Linked DNA regions of Mus musculus: region 2 is linked to region 1. A link is a contact called in public HiChIP or PLAC-seq data. All regions are on one chromosome and are shown on one strand. Each heading gives the region's core, a stretch centred on a gene start, on an enhancer-like site or on the middle of the called end of the contact. The rest is flanking DNA. Distances are from core to core; before and after follow the strand shown. Region 1 overlaps Itga9 (integrin alpha 9). Region 2 overlaps Itga9 (integrin alpha 9).

The links. HiChIP or PLAC-seq counts read pairs in DNA pulled down with a chosen protein or histone mark.
Region 2: a contact with region 1 is called in an H3K27ac HiChIP or PLAC-seq map of heart atrium, with 6 read pairs. The contact joins two enhancer-like sites. A contact is called at or near these places in 4 of 484 Hi-C or Micro-C datasets (bone marrow-derived macrophages, cranial neural crest, double positive thymocytes and 1 more), 1 of 115 datasets of contacts at active chromatin or transcription factors (heart atrium) and 2 of 9 other capture datasets (adipose tissue and pancreatic islet).

What each region holds. Positions count from the first base shown.
Region 1 is chr9:118,757,006-118,763,446 of GRCm38.p6, forward strand. All of the region lies in intron 15 of Itga9 (integrin alpha 9), which reads left to right. Among named protein-coding and RNA genes, the nearest start is that of Gm39454, 91 kb to the right of the region's middle. Within about 2 kb of position 5,101, at least 34 of the 459 cell types and tissues checked have an H3K27ac peak or open chromatin away from gene starts, as enhancers often do. A contact at or near this core is called in adipose tissue and heart atrium, where this site is marked.
Region 2 is chr9:118,828,939-118,835,360 of GRCm38.p6, forward strand. Itga9 (integrin alpha 9) reads left to right here. Exons shown (of 28, transcript NM_133721.2): 19 at 3,796-3,882; 20 at 5,358-5,437. Among named protein-coding and RNA genes, the nearest start is that of Gm39454, 19 kb to the right of the region's middle. Within about 2 kb of position 2,318, at least 35 of the 459 cell types and tissues checked have an H3K27ac peak or open chromatin away from gene starts, as enhancers often do. A contact at or near this core is called in adipose tissue and heart atrium, where this site is marked.

The DNA of each region.
Region 1 (6,441 bases), core at 3,851-6,350:
TGAAATTGTAACTGTGGAGACCGGTTTGTTTCTATGTCCCCAGAAGAAGGAAACTGCAACTAGGCATGGCAAGCACACCAAAAGCTACAGGCTGGTCTCTCAGCAGCCCGTACCATTTAAGCAGTTCTTAGCTGACTCTATGCACAAGCCACTTGGGGAGTTGCGTGTAAATCCCTTCCCAGAGGAATGCTTTAAGTTCACTTAAGATACACGGGACCACAGAGAAATTTAGTTATATTGAAAAGCAAATTAGAATGCAAATAAAAAATTATTAGACCATATTTGCAATGTGGTAATACAGATCCTTTTTATTAATGCATTAATTACACAGTAACATCTGAAATGGCTGGTGTGTTCATGTGGAGTCTGGTGCACGCCAGAGCGCCTCTGGTGGTGCTCCTCGGGTGCTAAGATCTTTTACTGATTTGGAATGCAGCAAGTAGACTAGGCTGGCCAGCCACTGAGCCATAGGACTCCACCGATCTTGGCTTCCATGTGTGACCAGATCTTCCTTCCCTTTCCCCTTCTTTCTCCCTCTCTTCCTTCCTTCCTCGCTCCCTCTTTTTTCCTCCCTCTATCCCTCTGTTTTTCTTTCCTCCTCCCCTTTTCTTTCTTTCTTTCTTTCTTTCTTTCTTTCTTTCTTTCTTTCTTTCTTCATGGGTTCTGGGGATCTAGCTCAGGTCCTCATTGCTTACAAAGCCTAAGTGAATGGTCTCCCTAACAAAGATCTGTAACCTTGAACTGTTAAACCTAAGTTGAAGTATCTGCAGTTCTAATATGATGGGAGAAGTCTTTGACTATGCACTGTCTGTGGTCTTCGGTCTTTATAATCCTTCTTCAGCTGTGTGCATCTTTAATGAAAGAAGAAGGATAATTTTTTATGAGAAGTTGATAAAAATAACTTTTTTCCTCTCCACAGCTTCCCAGACCTGTGAATGCCCTTCTAGGTTAATAATCTCTGATTTAGGATACAATTTTGATTAACAATAATGAAACAAAAACCCATCATTACTTCATAGGTTGTAAGTCTTCATTTGTTCATTGTTAGTTCTTACATAGTTAAGTCCTGCAGTTTTCGTTGCAAGTTTTTCCCTTTGCCAAAATCCATCCTCTCCAACACACACACACACACACACACACACACACACACACGCATGCATGCACATACTCACACACATGCACACACTCACACGTGTATACACACACATGCACATACTCACACACATGCACACACACTCACACATACACACTCACACACGTACACAAGTGGCTAACTCTAACAAAAGTCACCCTCACATTTTAGCCAGGCTTCTCCCCTCTTTGTTTAAACCAACAAGCATAGGATGGGTCTTATTTCACGGTATTTCACATCTTGTTTCCCGGAAGCAGAATCTGAGATATGGGGATTTAGGACAAAGATTTATGTGGAGAGCTGTCAAGGTGAGGGAGACTGAATATGGAGGAAAGAGAGAGAGAACTGAGTAAGGATGCTGAGTCAAGCCCCAGCCGAAGCCCGGGGAAGGCTCTGGTGTGCAGTTTATCCTTCCCAGTGAAGGGGAGCGTGACAAAGAGGGGCAGTGAGCTTTTACTTGTGTGCATCTGGAAGCCAGGAGCACCTGCGCATGCGTACACTTTCCAGCACGCCGTAAAACTAAAGGTGTGTAATCTCACAGCTTCGGTGTGGGCACGGCCTCGTTTGACCTTAAGTATCACCAGGCTGCAGTTAAGGTTTGGGGCAGTTGGAAGCCCAGGGCTATCCTCCAGACTCTGTGGTTGTGGGCGAATTGAATGGTGGCCATGACAACTTCGAGGTCTGCAAGAGACTGTGTGGGAAACCACCTGAGTAGGTCTACCCAGATCACCATTTAACTCAGTCTAACTGATGCAGGACTTTAATTATATCTGTGAGCCTCCTGTGCCTTTGTCATATAATGTAACATAGTCACAAGCGTGACACCCACTAATGTTCAGCCATTCCCATGCCCGTGAGGGGGTTATTCAAAGGCATAGGTAGTGAGGTCAGTTGCATGCAGATGTAATCTAGAATGTGGCTGGGGTACACAGCTCTGTACAGAGTTCACTCTCTCACCCTCTGCCAGTCACGCTGACTGTCTGTGCGATTGTTGTCTTAGTGCTTATTGCAAGCACCTGTGATGGACAGACAGTCTTCACTGCTGTGGACTGAGAGACCTCTTTCCCTGTGTGTCTGTCTCTCCCTTACCTTTGTCGTGTGGCTTTGCTCTGCAAGGCTCTTCTCAAGGGATCCTCATGGTGCTGCTGTTCACTGTTGCTCATGCCAGGATCTCAAGCTCCTCCACACATAGTCAGTGTCTGTCTGTCTGTCTGTCTGCCTGTCTTTCCTCCCCCTCCCCTTCCCCCTCTCCCTCTCTCACTCTCCTCCCCCCACCCCCATCTTTATTTATTTTTCCAATCCTGGAGATGGAACCTGCCTAGGGTTTTGCGCCTGTCATGTTAGTATCCTGCTGCATGCTTTATCTCCTGACCCCTTTTTGAAACTCCCAAACACTGTCTTAATGAGTTTCCCAGGCTGGCTTTGAAATTTCAATCCTCCTGTCTCAGCTTCCTAAATAGCTGGGATTACAAGGCTGTGCTACCAGACCCAGCTGAGTCTCCTCCTCATAAAGTCATGCAAAGTCGATTCTCTCCATCTACTTTATATACAGGACAGGCTCAGAGAGAGGAAGCAAGCTGACCTGGGTCAAATTCTACGAGAGATGGAGCTGGGGTTCTCTCCAGCTTGGGCTCCTTGCAAACTTTAGTTTCCTTTCCAGAGCGGCTCCTTTCCAAGGATTACCTGTTGTTCCTTTGTCTGTCTGTGTGTGTGTGTGTGTGTGTGTGTGTGTGTGTGTGTGTTCGTGCATGTGAACATGCTCACGCACACACACCACCCCTCCCTCTCTATAAACTCCAACGTAGAATCAAACTATTACTGACTTTTCTCCTTTCTGTCACCAAATGTGTGATAAGCAGTCACAGGAGGAAGGTTTCATCTTGGCTTGTGTTTTGAGGATACAGTGCATCCTAGCAGGGAAGGCCTGGCCTTAGGACTGTGAAGTAGCAGGTTATGTTGTACCAGAGGTGTAGGGATTTGAAGCTTATCAACTTCAAGGCCCATCTCCACTTCCTCCAGAGAGCCCCTCCCCAAACAGGCACCACCAGCCTGGAGCCCACTCCCAAAACACGTGAGTAGGTGGGGGCAGGGCACCACAACACAAACAGATCCTCAGACACCCCCCACAACTTGTTGGTTTCATCAGTAGAGTTTGTGGTTTTCATCTGTGAGTAGAGCTATTTATGCAAATATGCGAATTGGTACATCCTTGTCCTTACTGAGCACTGGTATGTGCTGAAGGACTCTCCCACCTATCAGACCAAAAATCTGTCTGTTAGTGTGATGGACTGCACAAAGAGGGTAGGTGGCTTTCACTAAGACTGAGGGACAAGAGTCCTGTGGTCCTTTGAATTCAGCCATTTTCAGGATCCTGGTTGATGTTTGTAACTCAATCCTTCCAGAGATAAAGCTTTGTGTCTTTGCAAGGTAAATGGAGTCTGGGGAGACTGTCACAGTCAGAGGTGCTTTTCATCACGTTCTGTTTAAAATTATTTATAGAATTTCCTCCTTAGTTTCTTTAATTTTGCCTGTTTGTCTTCTAATTTATAGGACTGCAATCAAAAGCACACGTGGCTTCCATTTCTTTTCTCATAGAACAGGGAGTAGAGTTGGCTCTGCGCAGGTGTCCTGATAAAGATTGGCTTAGCAGCAGGGCAGGAGTATGTTGGCATTTTTTCCCATTAAAAGGTTTGGTAGCAGATTTATTGAGACATAATTCATAATGCTGCACAATTTGCTCATTTAAAGCACGTCCCAGAGACTGTGGCAGCTTGAATCACATGGCCCCCCTCAGTCTCAGCCATTTGAATGGTAAGCTCCCAATGGTGGAACTGTTTTGGAAGGATCGGGAGGGTGGGGTTGCCTTAATGGAGGAGACGAGTCAGTATGCATGGGCTTTGACATTTCAAGAGACTCCTAAGACTCGTCCGTTCCCAGGATCCTCTCTGTCTCCTACTTGAGGATCAAGATGTGAGCTCTCTGCTTTTCCTGTTCCCATATCTTTGCTTCGTGAACTGTCACCATAAGCCCAGTTAAACAGTTTCTTTTGTAAGTTGCCCTGGCCGTGGTGTTTTGTCACAGTGATAGAACAGTAAGGCAGAGAGTTTTCTCAATGCTGCAACCAAATACCTGACAAGAAGCAGCTCCTGGGGGGGGTGGGGGTAGCGTTGCTTTGTCTTATGGCTGGGACAATATAGTCCATGGTGGCAGAAAAGGTAGAGCCAGGCAGCTCTGCAGTCAAAGGTGCCTGTGGCCAGAATTCTCCTCCTCCTCTTCCTCTTCTTCCTCCTCCTCTTCTTCCTCCTCCTCCTCCTCCTCCTCCTCCTCCTCCTCCTCTCACTGGAGTAGGAACAGGAAGAGATGAATGCTGACTCTGGATTTGTCTTCTCTTTGTGATGAAGTCTAGAGCCCCCGCCTGTGGGATGGTGCCACTCACATTCAGGGTGAATCTTCCCTCCCTCTTATCCCTTAGAGATAAACCTCTCTCAGGCTACTCTCATAGACATGGCGGAGGTATGTTTCTAGGTAATTCTAAATCCACCCAAGTTGACAAGTAAAATTAGCTGTCACAGAGTGTGTGCATGTATGCGTGTGCATGTGTGTGCACACATATGTGTGCTTGTACTCGCGTATGTGTGTGATTTAGTTTTGATGTATTGGTAGTTCTACAGCTATTCCCACAATCAATCTTGGAATACTTTCATTATCCCAGAACGAATTCTGTGTTGTTCAGTCACCCCTCATCCAGTTTCTGCATCTACTCCCTGAACCCCAAGCTTCAATCAACTAGCGCTGGTAAAGGAAGTTTTACAAACTTTCTTTACATCAGAGATGCTTTACAAACTAGCACGAGCTGCCTGCCGCTTACTGTTTGTGTGTGATGCAGCGTGAGCACACTATCATGCTAGGCATACTGGATAACTATAGATGTCACCCCTCTCACTGTGTCCTGTGTGCCTCTGGGGCTCCTCCCTGAGCTTTCCATTCATTCTTGTTGACTTGCCGGGGTCACAGGTCCTCTCTCCTGCTGTGTCTGCTTTACCGCTGGCCAAGAGCTGGTATCCCAGCAGCCTAACTCCTGCCCTTGATTGATCTCTCATTCTCAAGCTCTTCTGCTTCTGCTGTGGGGATTTCCAGCTACCTAGAGGGTGAGTGAAGCCTTGGGTTCACACTCCTCTCTTTGCTCCTCTCTCTCTTTGGGCCCCTGGGTCCTCATCCTGGCTGCCTCTGAGCATCCCAAATTCCTGGCAGAAGCTCAGCTCGCAGATCCTCGTTCCACATGGCTACAAGTCTGGATACATGTGAAGGTGAAAGAGCCAGTAAATGGCGTGGTACTCTGTGTGTTCTCTTCCTCTCTGGGGGCTCCAGGCTATGAAGTGCTGACCCTTTCATGGTTCCCTCATAATTTTAAACCAGTGTTGGGGGTAAATAGAGACTCTCTCTCTCTCTCTCTCTCTCTCTCTCTCTCACTCTATCTCATGCACACACACACACCAGCATATGTCTATGTGTGTCTAACTTTTCCAGTTGTCAGTGGGAGGAAATACTAAATAGTATTTACTATTCCTAGACGTGGAAAAACCTTTTGTGTCCTTTTAAACCAACCTCCCAGTTTACGAGAATTTTAAAATAGCCTGCAACATTTTAGCTGCTGTTCTGATAGCATCCCGTGGAGGAGGATGTCTTCTGAGAGAGCAGTTAATAGGCAACTTGGCCACTGTGTGATCGCCACAAGCATTCTCATGCCCACTAGGCTGGCTGTGACGTCACCAGGAGCTGCCCAGTCTCTGTGGGTTGAGGAAAGTGTCATTATGCAACCCAGCTGGTTTGTAAGTAGAAGCACGGGATGCCATTCCCGGCTTGTGGGGATGTCTGTGAGGCCAACACAGGCAGAAGTGGAGAGGGTTGGCCCCAGAGAACACGTGAGAGAGGATTCAGGATAGAAGGGGGGGCGGGGGCAGAAAAATCACATTTACAAAAGAAAAAAGAACATTGAGGTTTCAAAAACAAAACAACAACAAAAACCCACTTAGTGGACTTTCCCCCAAAGCGATACTCTAACTTAATGATAGCTGCTCATTTGCTGAATTCACTTCTGTGTATTCTGCAAATTTAAAGTGAGGCCAGCCCTTCCTGTTTTTATTTAATTTGCCACTGTGAGCCAAGGAAAGGAAAAACTGTCAGTTACTTTTTTTTTTTTTTTTTCTTTTTCCAGAGGGGAAAAGCAGCTATGGGGTAGATTTCCAAGTCACATGGCTAGCCAGCTGGTGCCACAGTGATCAAGCCCAGCCTGCTTAGGGCCCTTCAGT
Region 2 (6,422 bases), core at 1,068-3,567, 69 kb after region 1:
GACTACACTCACACCCAGGAGTCTTCCTAAAAACTCTTGGGTTGAGTGTGTGTGATGAAATCTAGAGATTCAGGAGGCAGAGGCAGGAGGAGTTTGAGTTCAGGTCTAGCCTTGGCTACACAGTGAGACCCTTCTTGAGGAAACAAGAATCCTGCACTAGAGAAGAGGGCCTGAGGTCCATTGGAGGTCCTTAACATTGTGTAGCTTTCCAAGGGTCTTAACTTGAGAGCCCATAAGGACCATGCAGGGAGCTTTCTGCCAATGCACACCCAGGCTGCCTGCTTTGGTTTAATGGAGTTAACAAAGCTCTCTGGGGACCATTACCATCATCATCTTCCCTGTAGCCTCATATAGATTAGAGAGGTACTACCGTCTGGTGAGTCTCAGCTCTCCACCAGAGCCTGGGGCTTGGTGGGACCAGCATGCACTTAATGTCTTCATCAGGTCCTCAGGCAGGGCCTGTGCACAGCTAGTCCTCCCGGAAGAGTCCGCTCCTGGTTAGAACTCAGTGGCAGATGTTCAGGCTCATCGCCTCTGACCGCTGTTAAGCAGAAGGAAGGGGAGATGCTCAGAGGCCACAGTGAAGTGGGAGAGGTGAACGCAGTCAGTTCAGAGCCTCCATTTGAGACGAATCCCACGGCTTGTGCACCCCACCTTTCACCCTGCATCTCTTCCCAGCAAGAAGCAGACGCTAATGCATCCCCCCCTCGTGTTTACCTGTTCTGCACATCTCACATAAATGGAGCAACATGTGTGACATTGGCTGCATGGCTGGTTCCTTTCACTGCACCTTTGAATTTTGAATTTCAAGCAAACACCTATGCTGTGATATGCGTCAGCATTTTCTCAAGGTTGAATGCTATCCTGTTCCATGGAAACTCCACGCTTGGTCTCCTCATTGATCAATCTAGGTAGAGCCTAGATTGTTTCCTTCTACATTAAAAAGTGTTAATGCTGCTCCCTTAAAGGCTGACATCCCCTCTCAGCCTTCATAGGGCCCTCTGTTCCATGCTTGGTGTTTATAGGCATTTGCTGGAAGAACAGTGAGGGAGTTTGTGAATGAATGCATGAGTGGATGAATTAATGAATGCTTTGACGAATGCAAAGACAGCATTAGGCAACGGCGGAAGATAAGACACCATGTGTGTATTACCTGTGACATATGTCAGAGCCTAAGTCTCACCGCCAAATGTTCAAGTGAGAAGTCTCCCTCATACCCTTGCTGTGCCCTGTACTAGATCCATGGGGCTGGGGTTGTATCAGGATACGGGAATTTACATTTAAAGAGATGGTGCAGAGAAGCAGGTCTGAGCTCGGACATTTGGCATCCATATGCCCACTCAGCCCTCCAGCACCTGATAGAACACCTTTGCACTCCAGGTTCCTTCTCACAAGTGGAGAAGTAAGAGGGAATCATGAGACAATGGAGTTTATACACTGCCTGGCATGTTGGTGAGCCATTGCTGAGCAGAGCTCACCTGTGAAACCTACCCACATCCTTCAGCTTTGGTTGGGACATGGGGGAGGGGAGGGTCATCTCAGGCAGGTGCTGTGACTTCATTAGACAGGTGATAAAATGCAGGCTTCCAGAAAGGATAGTTTATTTACATGACAACACACATAGCCATTGCAAATCTGAACCAACAGTCAAAGCCTACCGGTGAAGGCCAAAACACGTTCCTTTCTAAGCTGCAGCCGGCCCACGTGTTTCACCAACAGAAATTTGTCAGGTGCTGTCAGGTGCTGACAAGTCAGCTGAGCAACAAGTCTCTCAGCTGACTTGTCACTGAAGAGAGCTGCTGGTGTCTTCTCCAGGAGTAACGCCTCTTTCTGTTGAGCCAGGTTGCTAGGGGCTTTGCTTGCCTCTGGCTCCTCTGTTACTTAAGAAGTTTGGGATGAAACACCTCCAAAAAGAACCCCCACCAGAGGATGCTAAGAAACGGATCTCAGAGGAACATCAAACCGATAGCCAGACATGGAGACCTGAGGGTCGTTTTCAGTTTGACAAACACATGTTGAAACTAGAAAATGCAAAGTCAAAACTCCAAATTCAATCTGACTCTTAGAGTAACCCCACCTCGCAACTCGAAGACATTCTGTCTCCAAAGACTGCTACGTTGGTGGCTGCGTAAGACCCTTCTCGAAGTCTAAAATCAAACCCTCCTGTGAATGAGAGGAAGGAGGCCAAAAGGCCAGAGAGGCTCACTGGCTTCATTGTCTGAGCTTCCAAACACCCCCACGTTGTTACAGAGTCTGGACCCTGGCTCTGCTGGCTGTGTGCCCAGAACTAGGGCAGCCAAGGTATGTCTGGAAAAGACGGCTTCTTCAAGGCAAGCGTCCCTCATGCCAGGCAGGCCAGCAAAAGGAGCTGCTGTTTGCAGTCCCCTCACACGAGGCTTCCACGAGCCAAGCCTGCTCACTCAATAAATGCAAAGTCAAGAGCTCTTGAGTGCCAGGCACTGAGAGTGTGTGTGCGTGCGCGCACAATACAATGCTTCCTGTCGTTGTGTTGTGGTCTTGTCGTTGTTTGCTTGTTTAATGTTAACTGATGGTTTCCTATCTCGAGCATAATGTGTACTGTTAAGAAATTTCAATTGGATCACAATTCCCTGTGATCTCCAGAGAGGAACCTTGTCAGCTTCCCTTGCTAGCTCAGGAACAGTGAGGCTGGGAGAAATTAGTCAGTCGGCCTCAAGTCCAGTCCAAGATCTCATAGTCAAAATATTTTCAAAAGATTTTGTTGGGACTCTGCTTGCAAAATAAGTAAGAAGCTAGTGAAAATATCTGGGCTTTATGCCGCATTTAAAATCATTCAGTATTTTTATTATGACTTTCAAAGATACCAAGCTAAAGGCTTGCTGGTGTGATTAGCCTCTTTAAAACAGCACCGCTGGGGCCACGGAGATGGCTCAGGGGTTAAGAGCACTTGCTACTCATTCAGGGGACCAGAGTTCAATTCCCAGTACCCACATGGCAGCTCTCAACCATCTGTAACTCCAATTCCAAGATATCCAATGTCCTTTTCTAGCCTTTAAGGGTACCAGGCATGCACACAGTGCACACACATACATGTAGGTAAAATATATGTACACATAAAGGAGCAAAATAAATAAATCTTTTTTAAGTAAAAAATAATAACATGATGAATAAAACATTTGCATACTGGGCAAACGGCTACTGAGTGGGAGTTTTCTTAACATATGATGCCCTGCACTTCCACCTTTTAAAAGTGTATGTGTATGTGTGTATGTGTACATGCACACATGGCATGGTACACATGTGAATGTCAGAGGACAGCCTGTAGCAGTCAGCTCTCTCATTCCACCAGGTGGGTCCTAGGGATTAAACTCTTGGTTGTCAGGCTTGGCAGCAAGTGCCTTTACCCACTGAACCATCCTAGCAACCCAGTCTTCTTTGCTTAGAATACATGAGGCCCAGTTACAAAACCCTTTCCTAAGTGCAGAGGGTCGGGGAAGAAAGAGTGAAAGAAGGAATGTTCATCCAGGTCCCATGGCCCAAGTCTCCTCAGAGACTACACATTCAATAGGGTATACTCTCCTGTGTGAGTCCAAATCCAGAGAAGTTAACAACGATGGTTAAGACCTCAATCATTAGTTTAAAATCATCTCTAGTTCTGTCCTCTGAAGCTGTCTCGGGGAACCCTGGGAAAGTGGGCAGGCAGAGAAGAGTGGAGACTTGGTCTCAGAGCTCCAGCCCACCACAGCTGGGGACGAGGCCCTCCCATGCCTCCATCCTCCACACAGTCCCACCATCTGTTGACATTTTCCGTTTCAGGAGGAGATGGGCATTTCCTGTGAGCTGCTGGAATCAGACTTCCTCAAGTGCAGTGTGGGATTTCCTTTCATGAGGTCAAAGTCTAAGGTAAGGCCCTTGGCCAAGATGGGTGCTTCCTAGACCAGAGTACCCCTGGTTCTTCCCATTGGCCACTTATTGCTACACACACATACACACACACACAGAGTCACATATGCACACACTTGAATATACACACAGAAATATGCACACGCTCACACATATGCACACGCATATACACATGCATACACAAATATGCACACACCTATGTACACTCACATATGCACACACATATGCACACATGCACACTCACACACATTTGCACACACTCACACCACTTCATGTACATTTTCCGAGTAACAGAAAAGAGACTTCATTGAAAAGCCCATGGCCTTTCTTGAACATGCTACTCTGCTGTAAAAATCTAATCCATGTGACAAATCAAACCAAAAGTGCATGTAGTTGTCTCTCCCAGTGGAAAGTGAGTCTCACCAACATGTATCAACTCTGCAAATGTCATAAAGTCAATAGAATAATGACTATCAGAATATTGATTTCCTGTTTCTGCTGCAGAGGCCATAAGCATAAATAATCATATTATATTATTTTTTTAAATTCCACGTACAGATGTCAAGACCATAAGCAATATTAACTCAGAGGTGAGGGGATGGGGAGGAGGTAGAAAACCTAGCACCGTTACAAGGGCTGAGCTCCCCTACCTGTGGCCCCCTCACACTCTCCTGTCCTCAGACTCTGGGGTTATCAGGTGCCAGGACCTGCTCTGCCCGCGGGACTACACTTCAGTCTCACTCTGATTGGCAGTGGGCTTCTGTCGCTCACTTCCAGCTTTCACTCTGATTGGCAGTGGGCTTCTGTCGCTCACTTCCAGCTCTCACTCTGATTGGCAGTGACCTGGGCCCTCCTCTCACTTCAGTCTTTAGGGTGGTTGACTTAACTCATCTGGGACAAGACCCTTGACCCTTTCATTCCTCATAAACCAAGTTCCTCTGCAGCAGAGATTTCTGCCTCGGAACGGGGTGCCTGCGCCCAACATAGATAATGGTTTGATTTAAGGGTCTGTGCCCACTGCTCTCAAGTAGCATTCAGTTTCACGGAATTCGACGTCTCAGGAAAGCATGCACTTGCCTAGAATTTGAGTGGAAACCAAATAATTGAGATGCAATTCGCAATCTTTCAGCATTTGCTGGGATTGAAGACTATCTTGAACATCATGGCTGCTGAGAAACGTAAAAGCTGGGAAGGTGGTGGAGTCGAGTCAGAGGCTCCCGGCTTTGCAGCTTCAATGTGCTGCTTGCTCTAAGACTTCCTGTGGCTGGAAGGGGTGATGTGCATCTCCCTGGGGCGGAGGGAGTTCTGCTGAGGCAGCCCCCTGCCACCCGAAAATCAGATATACATTAAAAAGTAACCCTTGCTATGCAGATGAGCTTCCAGAGGTTATAAACTGCAAACCATTCTAGAAAATTTAGTTTAAAAAGTATAGAATGCTTGTGGGTGCCAAATGTGCTTTCTTTCTTTCTCCCTAGTATGAATTCAGTGTCATCTTTGATACAAGCCACCTGTCTGGGGAAGAGGAAATTCTCAGCTTCATCGTGACTGCTCAGAGGTAAAAAGACTTAAACAGACTTTATTTTTCCAAAAATAAAAATCATTATGGGATGGGGAAAGGACATGACTTGGGTGTCCCTGGGATGTAGAGGATTTGGAAATGGCTACACAGTGATAAATTCCCCAAAGCACTATAGGGATCAGTCTCTGTGGATGCTCATTAGGTCCTGCTCACTACTGTGACCAAAGAAGAAAGCTCAAGGGAGGAAGGATTTGTGTTGGCTCATGGATAAAGGGGATACAGTCCACCGGGCCTGGGAACTCACAGCAGTGGGCAGGTGCTTGCTCACAGCTAAGTGGTCCAGTGATCAGAGAGCTGGGAGTGAAGACAGATGCCTGGACAGTGGTAGTACCCTCACAGTCAGGCCCAGAGGTGTCTTCTGGGTGATCATAAACCTACTCAAGCTTAGATGAAATCCAGTTAGAACTGCTGTCCCTGGTCACCACTTCTAACCAAGCCTGGGAGGTCTGAGGATCAGCTCGTCACGGGGATGTCTACAACTGAGGACAGGCAGGCCTGATGAGGTAACACTCTAGTTCAAGATCATAGAATTAACTGGCCAGTTCCTGCTTGACCATGTTTTCCAAATCAGACAGACATTCTCTGAGGTTTGTCAGGCTAGGTCATCTGATTTGGGGGATACATGTTTCACAGAGAAGGGAAAGCCACCTACAGACTGGGGACTTGGTGAAGCTAGTTGGCAGAGGCACTCAAATAGTGTACCTAGAAAAGAGAACTGTCCCAGAAGCCAGGTGGACAGACAGCGAAGGGAAAGGGGCCGGGGTGGTAACTCCCCTTAGGAGTGTGTATAGCTGTGAGTGCCTGAACTAGCCTGTGGGTTTATGAACTACCTCCTTGAGCCACAACCTACACTTGAATTGAAGCAGCATCAAGGTATCAAATAGCTAGCCTCACCTGTGCACCAATAAAGGAAGCACCATTAGGTCAGTGAGTACAGACAGACAGACAGACTTTGATGAAG